Linked DNA regions of Mus musculus: region 1 is linked to region 2. Evidence: chromatin contacts called from public Hi-C data. All regions are on one chromosome and are shown on one strand. Each heading gives the region's core, a stretch centred on a gene start, on an enhancer-like site or on the middle of the called end of the contact. The rest is flanking DNA. Distances are from core to core; before and after follow the strand shown.

What was found. Hi-C and Micro-C count contacts between places; a contact is called where the count stands out from the background.
Region 1: a Hi-C map of centrocytes shows a contact between it and region 2, with 1.7 times the contacts expected there. The contact joins the promoter of Ccdc146 here to the promoter of Fgl2 in region 2. A contact is called at or near these places in 12 of 39 promoter capture datasets (the 3T3-L1 cell line, 3T3-L1-derived adipocytes, the HPC-7 cell line and 7 more), 3 of 15 datasets of contacts at CTCF or cohesin (CD8 T cells, large pre-B cells and pro-B cells), 75 of 484 Hi-C or Micro-C datasets (the 63-12 cell line, B cells, B-cell progenitors and 50 more), 15 of 115 datasets of contacts at active chromatin or transcription factors (CD8 T cells, the HPC-7 cell line, bone marrow-derived dendritic cells and 8 more) and 6 of 9 other capture datasets (adipose tissue, bone marrow-derived macrophages, embryonic stem cells and 3 more).

What each region holds. Positions count from the first base shown.
Region 1 is chr5:21,421,905-21,429,141 of GRCm38.p6, reverse strand. Ccdc146 (coiled-coil domain containing 146) reads left to right here and starts at 4,465. Exons shown (of 19, transcript NM_029195.1): 1 at 4,465-4,577. Fam185a (family with sequence similarity 185, member A) reads right to left here and starts at 4,239. Exons shown (of 8, transcript NM_177869.4): 1 at 3,566-4,239. The coding sequence starts at 3,974.
Region 2 is chr5:21,371,083-21,378,170 of GRCm38.p6, reverse strand. It overlaps Fgl2 (fibrinogen-like protein 2), which reads right to left and starts at 5,498. Exons shown (of 2, transcript NM_008013.4): 1 at 4,863-5,498; 2 at 1-2,917. The coding sequence starts at 5,454. The coding sequence ends at 2,211. The region is part of intron 2 of Ccdc146 (coiled-coil domain containing 146); the gene reads left to right.

The sequences.
Region 1 (7,237 bases), core at 3,216-5,715, 52 kb before region 2:
TGATATCAGATAGGGGACAATATCCACTATATATATATAAAGAACTCAAGAAAATGGACTCCAGAATATCAAATAACCCTATTAAAAATGGGGTACAGAGCTAAACAAAGAATTTTCACCTGAGGAATACCGAATGGCTGAGAAGCACCTGAAAAAATGTTCAACATCCTTAATCATCAGGGAAATGCAAATCAAAACAACCCTGAGGTTCCACCTCACACCAGTCAGAATGGCTAAGATCAAAAATTCAGGTGACAGCAGATGCTGGCGTGGATGTGGAGAAAGGAACACTCCTCCTTTGCTGGTTGGATTACAAGCTTGTACAACCACTCTGGAAATCAGTCTGTCAGTTCCTCAGAAAATTGGACATAGTACTACCGGAGGATCCCGCAATACCTCTCCTGGGCATATATCCAGAAGATGTTCCAACTGGTAATGAGGACATGCTCCACTATGTTCATAGCAGCCTTATAATCACCAAAAAGCTGGAAAGAACCCAAGTGTCCCTCAACAGAGGAATGGATATAGAAAATGTGGTACATTTACACAACAGAGTACTACTCAGCTATTAAAAACAATGAATTCATGAAATTCTTAGGCAAATGGATGGATCTGGAGGACATCATCCTGAGTGAGGTAACCCAATCACAAAAGAACACACATGACATGCACTCACTGATAAGCGGATATTAGCCCAGAAAGTTAGAATATCCAAGATACAATTTGCAAAACACATGAAACTCAAGAAGAAGGAAGATCAAAGATACTTCGCTCCTTCTTAGAATGGGGAACAAAATACCCATGGGAGGAGTTACAGAGACAAAGTTTGGAGCTGAGACAGAAAGAAGGACCATCCAGAGACCGCCCCACCCTGGGGATCCATCCCATATACAACCACCAAACCCAGACACTATTGCATATGCCAGCAAGATTTTGCTGACAGGAGCCTGATATAGCTCTTTTTTGTGAGGCTATGCCAGTGCCTGGCAAATACAGAAGTGGATGCTCACAGTCATCTATGGGATGGAGCACAGGGCCCCTAATGAAGGAGCTAGAGAAAGTACCCAAGGAGCTAAATGGGGTCTGCAACCCTATAGGAGGAACAACAATATGAACTAACCAGTACCCCCCAGAGCTGTGTCTCTAGTTGCATATGTAGCAGAGGATGGCCTAGTTGGCCATCAATGGGTGGAGAGGCCCTTGGTCTTGCAAAGATCATATGCCCCAGTACAGGGGAATGCCAGGGCCAGGAAGCGGGAGTGGGTGGGTTGAGGAGCAGGGCAGGGGGGGAGGTTATAGGGGGCTTTGGGGATAGCATTTGAAATTTAAATGAAGAAAATATCTAATAAAAAAAAAGAAGAAAAAACAAAACAAAAAAACCCCGAGTGATAAGGAGAATTAAAGCCACAATATTGTGGATAAATAAGAGTGTATTTAAAGAAAATTTGGAAAATAGGGATTGACCAGGTGGCCTTCTCAGCTGTAATTTAAAGTGTCACTTTAGATATCTCCTTATAAAAACAAAATAATTGCTGGGCACTACAGTGCACGCCTTTTATCTCAACATTTAGGAGGCAGAGGCAGATGGATCTCTGAGTATAAAGTCAGCTTAGTCTACACTGAGTTCCAGGATAGCTAGAGCTCTGTAAAGGGATTCTGTCTCCAAAAAAAAAAAAAAAAAAAAAAAAAACCAGCAATAACAAAATATTAAAGAGTGACTACGACTATGCAATTGCATTAATATTAAATTTCCCTTAAGCTGGAGTACAGAAACAAAAACTACTGTCATGTGACCTTGGTTGATCAAACACTGACCAAAGTCATTTGGTGAAGGAAAGGGTTTATCTCCTAACTTACGGTCCATCACGCAGTGAAGTCAGGACAAACTCAGGGCAGAAACTGAAGAGGAGATCACAGAGAAATACCGCCTTGCTCTCCAGGAGTCTCTCAGCTTGCTTTTTTTTTTTTAATATAACCCAGGGTCAACCCGTGTGGTTGGGCCCTCCCATATCAACCATTAGTCAAGAAATGCTTCTTGATTAATGCAGACTTGCCTACAGGCCAATCTGACAAAGGCATTTTCTCAATTGAGGCTCCTCTCCCAGGTGATTCTAGGTGTGTCGCGCTCACTACAAACTAACCAGCACAATTATGTTCCCCAAAGCGCGTTGTTGGGACCCACTGCCACAACTTTAATCATTACAGTATAAGTGCCCTCCACTGCTTGGCACTGGGTTAAATCAGCAACATGCACTGAGAGGAACTGAGAGTGCATGAAAGCCATGCACTGACACAAGCAGAACTGCCTGCCCACCTGAGCCTTGTCATATGGCAGGAAACAAGGCAGAGCTGACAACTATACAGGTAAGCGAAGGGATGCTAAACACACTCTGTTGCTGGGAAGGAGGGCGGGGAATTAAGGTTAACACAGGAGTAGTAATGGGACATCCACTGGGACACTCTATCACAAGCTGGAGGAACAACTATCAATAAAATCAGCGATGTAGATTTGAGGGGCCTATGGAATCGAGGCAGTACCCTGAAAATAAGCCCCTGGCTTTAAAAAGAAGCAGTGAGGTAATTTGGGATCGCTGGGAGAGGTAATACCCATCTCAGAGAGGCTGTTTTAAGTTTTGCCTCTCTCTCCTTTGACTCCCATTTTATTCTGCACTGTGGTAAAGCCCCACCGGCACTTCAGAGTATTAAAATTTGGAGGCACTGTCTCTTATTCATTTAGGCTAGTTAGAAGTTGAGAAGCAACGAAGCCTAACAGCTCACATCCTAGCCCTGCCTACTTGTATTTAAGGTGGAAAGACACCTAAGGAAGCAAATTTCATAATGTCACCACGCACGGGGCCTTTGTTTGTTCAGTCACAGTATGTATCTTATACTTCCTTTACTTCAATGTCCTCATCTGAAACGGTGACAAAAGCATCCACCCTACCGAGCAACTGTGAGGGTTAATATAAAATAATTTTAGAAGAGGTAAACGGTGCTATTGCTATCATCAGCAACACCATCCTTCAGTTCCAGGAAGAATGAGAGCCCCAGAACCCTTTCTAGAAAAGTATGTGTGCTCAGCGGTTTGCATCTGGGAAATAAAATAACGGGACTCAGATGCCTAAGAAATACGTTTTGCAGGTACTATTATGAATTTCCCCAGACAGTCTTAACTATGTGTCTTGCTTCAAAGTTTGTATTCGCAGAGAATTTACTTATGCCTAAATGAATAGACATCTACCAACCTGGGTACCTGTTGGAAAGCAAGGTTTTTTGTTCGTTTGTTTTTGTTTTTGTTTTTCTAGATTAGCTGGAAGCATCTATACATAGAGCTGACGAGGGACCAGAGCCCCGAGATGTGGGCTACCAAACCACTGGATAGTTATCAAGAAACCTCAACCCTGAACGATGCTAATGACTGTGATGCTAATGGCTCCACAATGTAATTAGACTCAGATTATTCCAATACAAGCTTCCACTCGGCTTTAATTTTCCTCCTTAATTGGAAACCCAACGCTTAAACACTATTAGTTTTGTGACCCAAACCCTTTTTCACTTCACTTGCCAAATTTGACGGGCGCGTTCACCTCCACCGACGCCTGGGGGTCGATGTCGTCCGACAGAATGGCCATCTCCTGCCGATCAGCATCATACTTGACCTGCAGGCTGTCCAGGCCGCGCGCCACGTGCTCCACGCCGCACACCGCCACCTGCACGCGGTCGCCATCCGGGTGCGCAAGGGGATCCAGGGGCCTCACGGCCAGGTGGCAAGGGAGCCGCGCCCTCAGTCGCCCAAACGGGCTCACCTGCAGCGTCCACTCCCTCAGAGCCCCACGCGCCAGGCCGGCCCCAGAGTCATCGGGCGCTGATCCCTGCCGCTGCGCCCCACTGGAGCCGCAAGTCCGAGCCCCGAGAGCTCCGACCAAGGCGCCCGCCCGCACTCGGGACGCGCAAGGAGGGAGGCGGCCGAACATGCTCTCCCTTGGAACGCTTCAGCCTTGGCTCGCTGGTCCCGGGACCACAAGAACCACGAGCTGCCTCGGGTCAGTCACGAAGGGGACAGCATGCACGGCTCCGCCAAGGAAGAACGAGCCAGGCCCCCAGCACAGTACTTAACGCCTTAAATCCCGGTAGGAAAGTTAAAACTTCAAAGAGCCTAGTTGAAACCCTGACCTGGACAAGTCACCTATTTCCGCCCCTTTGGCGGAGGCCATCGGGATATGTAGTTTTAAAGGAGCCAAACATCAAGGTGTTCTGGTAACTGTGAAACTACATATCCCAGGAGACAGTGCGCTGAATACACAGACTGACAGCCGATTGGTAGAGGAGCCCCCGCTCCCCCCTCGTTGCTTTCCCGTTGCTTCAAGCCCATTGGCCAAGAGAGCAGAGAAAGAAAAAAAGTTAATGTAACTGACCAATAGGAAGAGTAGAAGGGACGGGATAAACTCAGCTGTGGTTACTTTGGATACCAAGGACGCGACTCTTAGGAGAGGGTGAAGTTTTGAAGTGAGACCCCAGGGACCAAAACACACGGAGAAAAATAAGAGTTTAAACAAGGATCAGGACCAAAAGAAAGGGTAAGAAACAGCATGTTTATAGATGGGAATCAGATTCAAAGTTAGGAATACTTTCTTTAGGTAGTTAGAACCAAAGGTCACCAAACTAATGTGGATTCCCTGGGAATAGAGAATCCCCCTCACAAGAGACCTTAGCATGAGAGGACAGACACGTTCTGTTGCTTTCTCCCTTCTCTGTCCTTTAAGGGAACTCCCACTTAGGTAAAAAATACTAGATAGAAAAAGTGTTAGAAGCCAGGTATGGTGGCGCACGCCTTTAGTCCCAGCACTCAGGAGACAGAGGCAGGTGGATTTCTGAGTTCGAGGCCAGCCTGGTCTACAGAGTGAGTTCCAGGACAGCCTGGGCTATACAGAGAAACCCTGTCTCGAAAAAGAAAAAAGAAAAAAAAGGAAAAGAAAAAGTGTTAGAATTCTGGCTCTTTCTTAACTGTAAGTAGTAATCTTAGGCCAGTCATTGGATGCCTTTGGGTTTTACTATTTGCTTATAAAATGATGACACTATCTTCCTTGTCTTGTGTAGAAGTTTTTTTTTTCGTTTTTACCACATTTATCAAATGAAACAATGGACAACAAAGCAGTGCACAGTATACAAAACAAAGTATTTTAGGAATGGCATATGTCTACGTTGCTAAGAGATTTGGAGACATTTGAACTTGGTTAGAGGACAGTCTTGATCTCTTTCCCTGCAACTGGTCCTTGGCCTTAATGGTAAAATAAAATCTCTCTCTCTCTCTCTCTCTCTCTCTCTCTCTCTCTCTCTCTCTCTGGATCATAAGACTTGTTAGGGGATGTCAGAATTTTTTCCTGGTCCTGTTGTATTATCTATGGCACAAGAAATGTTTCTTCAGTTTTGATATAAGACAGACTGTGCTAAATAACTCTATAAGTTAACTCTTTTTTTTATTATTCAGTAGGCAGTAAAGATAATGGGAAATGGGGGGTGTGGACATTATTTCAGCCATATTTGCCTATTCTTCTCCCCATTCTACAAATAATTCCCTAAATTCCTTACATACAGATTTAACTAATTGCAAGTCCAGTGTGATGGTGTTCACTTGTAAGTTTTCAGAGTTTGGGAAGCTGAAGCAGAAAGATCTCAAATCTGAGGCCCACCTGGACTATATACGGAGAACGTTGTGACAAATAAAATACACAATAAGTAAATAAAATGATACCTTTAAAGATCAAAACTCTCAGCCAAATATGGGACCCCAATTCTTTGAACCTGAAGTGACAGATGGATAGATAGACTAGGCTAAAGTCCTCCCCAGCGTCCATGTTGTTCTCTTAGTGAAGACTATGGTAGTGGTGGTGGCAGTGACAGCCCTGCCCTGCTGTCAGCCATCTGAGAAGAAGGCCCCTATCCTTGAGGACCTCCACCAAGGTGAAACCTGTCCTTGACTTTGCTGGAAAAAAAATGTTGGGAGAAGCTAATGTGAAAGAGGGTTGATTTAAAATAGATTTTAAACAAGGGTTTAAGAGCACAGGGGTTGCTAGAGGTGACTGATCACACAGGGAGAGAAAGAGACACACCCAAGAGCACAGGTGTAAGCTCCCTTGAGCTTGCCCTAAGTGACTTAGCAGAAGTGCTCCAGAGTCACTCTTTTGCTGACTCTCATGTTATGCCTCAAAGGATTTCTCTAAGAAACTTCTTTAAAACCTTTCTCTTCTTCTTCTTTTTCAATAAGTGAGATTATAGGATTACTCTAGAGATGTCTTGGATTGGGTTACAGTCCTAAAATAAAACTGTGTGTCACAAGAATTGTAAAAGGGAATTAAAACATGTCCTTTACTAGAAGTAGGGTTTTGGGTAAGATTTCTAGAAAACTGTTGGTTTATAGCTGAGAAAGAAGAAAGAACACATATATTTAGGCCTTACATGTGATCCATTGCTCCTTCAACAATGTAACTTGAAAGTATCACTATGTAAGAGACTGGTGATCCTCATCGATAATGTTGACAGCTGTGTTAGAACTCTTCATCTTCAGCTGGTGAGACACACTGGTCAGGCTCTGGAATGAGGGCTCCTTTTATTCCCAGTTCTCCATCATGTTCCCGTGTTTCTCTCCTGCCTCAGTAGGCTATAAGATAGACTTTATGATAAGCAAGTGCTCACTCAGTGAGTAGCGCCATTGGCTTTGTGTCCCATGTGGACGTACGTACTCAGACGAGCCTTCAAGTTATCTTTTTTAAATGAAAACCCAAGAGTCATACTTTGACATTTGAAAGAGGCACAAGCAAGTTGAAACTGCGCTCTGATTTGCTGTGGACGTGCTGCATATATTTGGGCCGAATATGCATCCTTAATAAATCATCCTGTTCCTATAGTCACTTTTCCTTTTCTGAGGAAAAATAACTTAATAGAACTGACAACTGAGCCATCATGATATCTGTGACACGGTCATTATTTCATTACTTTCAAGCAAAGGAACTAAAACGTACTGAAAGACTACCTTCCTGCTTTTATGAGGGTGGAACCCGAGAATCTGGTAGAGATTAAGAGTGACGTAAGATATTAGTTACCAATGCCTAACAAGCTAGTCAGTATCAAACTTGTCTACCTGTAAAAGTGAGTGATATAGTTTTCAAAGTATGTTCCCGTGTACCATCTCACGGTTTTCTCACAAAAAGCTATTAAGAAGGATAGTTATTCTTCTCCC
Region 2 (7,088 bases), core at 4,249-6,748:
CCTCGCACACGAGCTCTGTCCACCAGAGAACTGAGGACATTTGCTGCGTTACTACTTTTCAGAGAGATGGCTTTCTCGTTTCGTGACAGGCAAATCAACTGGATTCCTAAGAAATTAGTTCCACTTGGCATTTTTAAAGAATAATGATGTTCAGCAATAAAGTGATCATTAAGATCAGTGCTAGCCACCCAAATGAAGCCAAGACTCTAAAAATACATATTGGCAAATAGTGTACATTAATGAACATCAGCATATATCAGTGAATTGTTAAGGCTAAGGACTATTTCAATAAACAGATTAGAGATTATCAAAGTCTACAATATATTTTTAAATGAGTGACAGAAAATGATTCAAAAATAAATTTCTGTGTTAAAGAATTATTAGAAGAATATCATAGACTATAATAGAAAACAACATTTGGATCCATTGGAAGTGCAAAGATAAAGTATTTACATGGATTCATTGTTACCCTGAGAAAGACACACTCAGGATGAACACATAGTATTTTTGCTATGGTAAATCAATTTTCATTATGGAAATGTCATTAGACTTATATGGCTACATATAATAAACAGGATTTGAAACACATGAATTGTATAATATCAAAATCTTCTTAGTCTTTTTTAAAAAGCAAAAAGAAATAAGATTGGTTACTGCCACTTACATTCACTGTTTTACCAAGTAGGTAAAGGCTTTAAAATCTACGTTATATTTTGGTCATTTAATTCAGCATGCATTTAGCTTACGCTGGCAATTTAATTATATTATTAATAGCTTAGTTGTCACTGTATTCACCTGAAAACTTCATGTTGCATGTTTCAAAAATAGTATCTTGCTCTTTGTAAAGTTTTTTTTTTTTTACAGTGGCTACATGTTTGAAAGTTTAAGTAGTCAAGACAATAAATATCCTCCCTAGTTATGTTTTAAAAATAACTAAGGTGGAATCTTTGTGCATATATTTCAAAAGCTTGGTTAGTATATTAGAAGCTACACCAAAACTTAAAGATCAAAGTTATTGCTTAGACAGTGCATGTTGTACAGTCAGTTACTCCACGTGACTGACTGCATGCGGCACTTCAGATTCCACCCAAGAGCACGTTTAAGTGTGCGGCTGGGTTGTTTCTCTCTGAGTGACCCCTTTTCACAAGAATAAAGTGAGTGAAACTGCCCCCAGAGCCTTTTAATGTGACCCTTGACATCCACAAGTAAGGAATTCCAGGGACTCACATTTGGCTAAAATTGTATATATTCTTTGAATTTCTAAGAATGAAATAAGCAATTGACTGCTTAGGATTAAAATGTATAATATTTAAACTAAAATTCCAAAATTCATCCTAATAAATACATTTGTTCTAGAAAAGTCAGCTTCCTAGAACGTTGACTCCTCGACAACAGTATTGCTTTGGGATTAGGATTGGCTTTCAAAATATAAACCAGTGTGTTTTCCCTTACCATGCCTTTCCCCAAGGAAACCTTACAGTAGTCTAGCACCTTACATCACAAACCATTGTGCACAGAGAGCAGAGGGAGAGGATAAAGCAGCTTTTGTATCGCGGTCTAACAGGCTATAAACAGTAAGTGAATTACCACTAAACCAAAGTCTACAGGGTAACATTATTTTTCAATTGGAGAGGGAAGAGACATATATTATGCTACCACATTTTTAGGTATTTTAATGCCATATTTTGCATTAGATGAATACATTTAGCTATACATATTGTCCCTGGCCCCCAATCCCATCCCTGCCCTTCTTCTTGAGAACTAAAATGCTTTAAGTTCTTCTTAGACGAAAGATAATACTACAGTTCTTGGCTTTCAGTTGTACCTGGAAGGACTGGTATATTCTCAAATGTGTATATTTAGCCCTAGTGAAAATAAAACTTGCGTATATAGAATCTAGCTTGCTGAATAATTTAGTTTTTATTATAAAAATAATAAAAATATTAGGAAACTTTTCAACTAATAAAAATGAAAGGTTTTGCAATTATAATGTATAATTGTCAATATTTCCAGTGCTTTCAAGCATTCCTCATATAACAGCAACATAGGAGTCTTTTTAGATCTTTTCAGCTTTATTCTAAAAGCTGTAAAGCTTTAAAGGAAATGTTTAGCCATAGGAAAGGAATATAAACTGAGACATATGGTAAAGGGCTGAAGGAATTCATCGTCCTCTTAGATAGTGAGTGCCCAGAGAGATGAACACTAGCAATTTATGGCTTGAAATTCTTGGGCCTAATCATCATCTTGGCCTGTTTGAAGGAGGACTTGTAGCCACCTGGCTGTGCCTGGTTTATACCAGGCCAGGTGCCCCAGAAAATCCCATTACGGACACCTTTGTATTTCTGGTGGTAATATTTGCCATTTAAGTTGGCAGAGAGACATGAATCAAACCACCAGCCTGAGCTGTAATAGAGCCCACAGTTCCCAGAGGGGTACCGATCGTTGTCTCTGTCTGGGGTTGTGAAAAACCTCAGGTCATGGTTGTAGTGTCGACTGAAACGCAAGGCATCCCCTGCCGTGCCATTGTAGTTACCGATGTGTAATCGGTATTTGAGAAATTCATTAGCCACATAAAACTGATCATACAAGGCATAAAGTGTGAGACCATTAAAGTCTTCAAGATCTATTCTCAAAATCATTTCCTTACTCTTGGTCAGAAGATGAATTTTATCGTTGCCCAACCAAAATTCTCGTTCAAGGTTTCCAAAGCCGGCTTTGTAGTCTTTCCACTCTCTGGTGAAGTTGGTGCTGCCATCAAGGCGAGCCTGCAGCACCGTCCAGCCTCCACCCATGGTCTCCATGTCACAGTAGACCTCAAAGCTGCTGTTTCTGTGATCAGGGGTAACTCTGTAGGCCCCACTGCTTCTCCTTCCTAGCACGTAGTGGTCGGAACAATCTTTGTATATTAGATGTTGAACTGGAAGAGGGAGGAAGGAAAAGCATAAAAGCATGGGGATTTATTAGTCAAAGCTATGCACCTCAAGGACTCTCAGACTCAACAGCAATTGGACAATTCACTTGCGTTACAGTTTATGTGATAGAGGAACCTGGCTCTGATACACTCTCCTGAACCAGGCTAACAGATGCTAACTAAGGCCTCAGAACCAACTGGTGTTATCAAGTATACAGGACTGCCTTGAATGGCAATCCTGGTGGCAACACTAACAGCAAAGAGTAGTAAGAATAAGTGTATGCAAGGTTTAATGAGGGTCAATGACCTCCAGAAACTCTGCCAATCACTGTAACAGTTTTCACTGAACCCACACAGCAGCCTTACGACGTGGATATCACGGCCAGCTTGCTTATACAGTTACTTAGTCTCCCGGAAGATCAGGGAGTTTTCCCACCGCAACTAAGTGTTAAGTGACAGAGCTGGGACAGAAAGCCAGATGTACCTGACAGAGAGTTTTACTCTCATAACCATTATATTCCTCTGCCTTAACGTTGAGAGGAGTCCAAGTCTCCTAGGATACAATCAGCAATTGTTACAGCAGACTTTACAGAAATCGTTATATATGTTCTAAATGTCAGCCTTCAGTGCACAGCACTGTTCTGAAACCCATTCGTATTTCACCTGAGATTGACATAAAATGATTCCAGTTTTAAAAGGGAGGGGGGGGTTCTCCAATAATATGGCAATGTTATCCTGAATTTATTATTTAGGAAGGTATACAGTCAGCCAATATTTCACAGTTTGGTTTCTAGACGTAGCAGCAGGGTGATTATAATTATGCTCAGTGTAATCATTTGGTGGTTTTTGTAGAGATTAGAGACCAACTATTTGTTCCCAGTTAATTTTAATAAAATTTGAGTCAGGTAAAGAAAGTTCAATATAAGATTCCTGTAAAACACAATAATCTGTTTGCATGTATTTAGAACTCTGGAGAGTCCCAAGCTTTTAGGAGAAAAGTAGGTAACAGAATATTTTTGTGTCATTACAAGTTATATGCCATGTCATATTTAATATACACCTTGTGATGTCTCTTAAACATGAGTGTCTATCTTGGTCATTAGTGATAACATTCTATGACATGATGACCTACCATCTCTAGAGATTCCAAATGAAAGTTATCCCTACTATGTCCCATCGACCTCACAGTCAGGATGAACACAGAGGGTGTGGCAACCCATCCACAAAGGTCCTAGGAATCCAGGAATCCGGACACAGAAGGCTGTTAGGTCTGTGACCTTAAATAGTGTTAACATTCACTAACTGGAATGGTGAGGATGCATATGCACTAAGTCTCAACCCCCGAAGTTCTACACGTGTCCTCATCCCCACCACACACACACACAAAGAGAGAGAGAGGGAGGGAGGGAGGAGAGAGAGAGAGAGAGAGAGAGAGAGAGAGAGAGAGAGAGAGAGAGAGAGAGAAGAGAGAGGAGAGAGGAGAGAGAGAGGAGAGATGCTTCCATGTATAAAAATCTCCCATTCTCACTAGATATTTGAGAACCTAGCACAGCAGATTGTTTGTGAAAGCCTTATAAAGCCCATCAGCCACCCAAGATCTGATTCCCAGGGACCTAAGCAAGCAGAGCCAGGAACCTTGCCATACCTGTCCTGTGTTCAAATATGTGTTCAGATTCCGGGAGGAATCTGTTTCTGCTCGTCTGTTGGTCGACCTAGCAGGGAAGGTCTAGAGACTTGCAAGTGACGGTCTCTAACGAGTACAACTAATAGGATTTTTGTACGTGGATCATTTACCATTTCTGTTGTCTCATTTGAGAAAACACTTGTTTCTCCTGCCATAACTTAACAGGTGAAAGTCTGACTAACTTATGCTCCCTCGGGTTAATGTTTATGGCCACTATCTGGCTATACAGCTTTCATGAACAAACTGTATGACCCTCATTACACCTACCCGGCTGTGACTGCATGTGTTCTTGGCTGGGACACTTGGAACACTTGCCATCCAAACTGTTGACCACAACGGTTAGATTTGCCACTTTGTTGTCCACGTAGTTCTCAATGTTGTTCATATTTACCAGATGGAGCGTCTCCAGGCGCCCCTGCAGCCCCTGGATCTGGTCCTTTGCATTCTTCAGCTCTGAGGACAGCTTGTTCACCTGACTCTCCAGTTCCTGGACTCTACTGTCCTCGGCTGTCTCTGCTCCATTCCCTCCATTCCCGCCGGGATCTCGATGGTCGTCAGCCTGCAACTTACAGTCCTGGCAGGATTTCTTCAGACTGTCCACTGCTTCCTTGAGGGTCCGCACTTCTTTGAGCACCTCCTCCATGCTGCCAAGCTGCCGCGGGAGCTGGATGGTCAGCGTGGGCAGGGTGAGCTGGAAGGGGCACTGGCTCCCCTCGCACCTCCCGCTGCCCTCCAGCCTCGCGGGGCAGGCAGCCTGGGCGCTGGCATCCTCCAGCCCCTCAGTCAGGTTGTGCTCCTCCACCGCTCGGCAGGCAGCGAGGACGGCAGAACTCAGCCACAACCAACCAGGAAGCCTCATCCTTGCAGTGCGGCAGCCCAGCCTGACCAGGCGCTTTAATAGCCACCGCCGCCTGACTCAGGCGTTCTGAGTTCCCAGAAAAGGGCGGGCGCATTTGCATCACAGTCTCAGACGCCACACAGGAGGAGAGGGTCCTCAGCAAGCGCAGCCAGCCAAATGCTGTCATCTCCTGTCAGTCAAAACTATGCACAATAGAATGCCTGCCGTGGGTGCCACGCATTGTATTCAAGATTCACCGTCTGGGTTTTTAGTAAAGCACAAGGAAAGTCTTTTGTTTAAAAAACAGTTGTAATACCAGTGCCCAAAAGATACCATATTATATACTTGGTCCACTAGTGGGGAAAGAGTTGGAACGTCTAAATGTCTGTGAGCTTCTTCCCACTAAATGTCACCAAAATGGAAATGATTCTGTTTCCTCCCTAGTTTGGGAACCTGTTTTCTTTTTGAAGGCTAGACTTTGTGTGAACTCTTAAGTACTTAAAATTGCCCCTAATCAGAACAAAGGTCCGCTCTTTAAATGGATTCTCTGTGTGTGTCTCTCATCTGTTTGTAAAAGGGAAGAGAACTGGCAGAGAATACGGCTGTTTTCTCCTGACTGTGCAGGCTATGTAATCGTCAGTGGTTAAAACACTTGGAAGCACGTCACTCACACATCACAGGCAGTGGCTGTCCTTCCCCATCACTCAGCTCAGGAGCTGGGGGTCTCTCTTAAGTTCATTGTGCATACTGACCTCATAAGGTTTCTTATTAAAAGGGATTTTATTACTTAAAAATTATTTCAGCGTAACTGACACAGATAAACCCAAATTCTTTCTCTGTACTAGTTAAAGGCACTCTGTAATCTATCTCTTATTTATTTAGACTGGGTCTCAAGTAGCTCAGGCTGGCCTTGAACTCCTGATCTCTCTGCCTCTCCCTCCTAAACACAGAGATCACAGGTGTGTACCACCATGTCCAGTTCTCATATTTATATCTCTAACCAGATTTCCCAAGACTTTTCTCTACTGCCTCTTAATTCTAACTGAACTACTCTCTTCAAATTCTCAGAGCAGGGCAGGCAGGCGCACTTTCTATCTGAGAAGTCTGGAATGTTGGCCCTGGCACTGTCTCCAACTGGACATAACACGTATTGGCTTTGCTGAGCCTTCATGCCTGTTACCAGTGCACAAGGAATTTGAATATTTTTTTTCTCCTATAGAAATAACCTATACAGACTGAATGTGCAAAGGGGAAATGTGTGTATGAAGAATTTGTCAGACACGCCTTATGCCTTGTCTTACCGCACTCTCGGGCTCCTACTTTCCCTTCTCATTCCATCCCATGATATCCAAACCGATGTTAGACCCCATTTCACCCTGCCCTCCTTATCCTCTCTCAGGCCAAGGCACTGCCTTGATGTAAGGGAGAAGTGAATAGATGGGTAATTTCAAAGAGAGGAAGAATGACAGATTTAAGTTGTCTCGAAAAGTGGACCTGTATAGGATTAGATTCTGGCACCTTGTTAGCAAGCTCGGGTGCTAATCTCTGTTTACCAGTCAAGAACTTATTCCACTTACTGTATCGTCACCACCATGCTGCCACATATCTACAACATGCTCGCCAACACCTTGCTCATCCATCCATGGACTCATCAT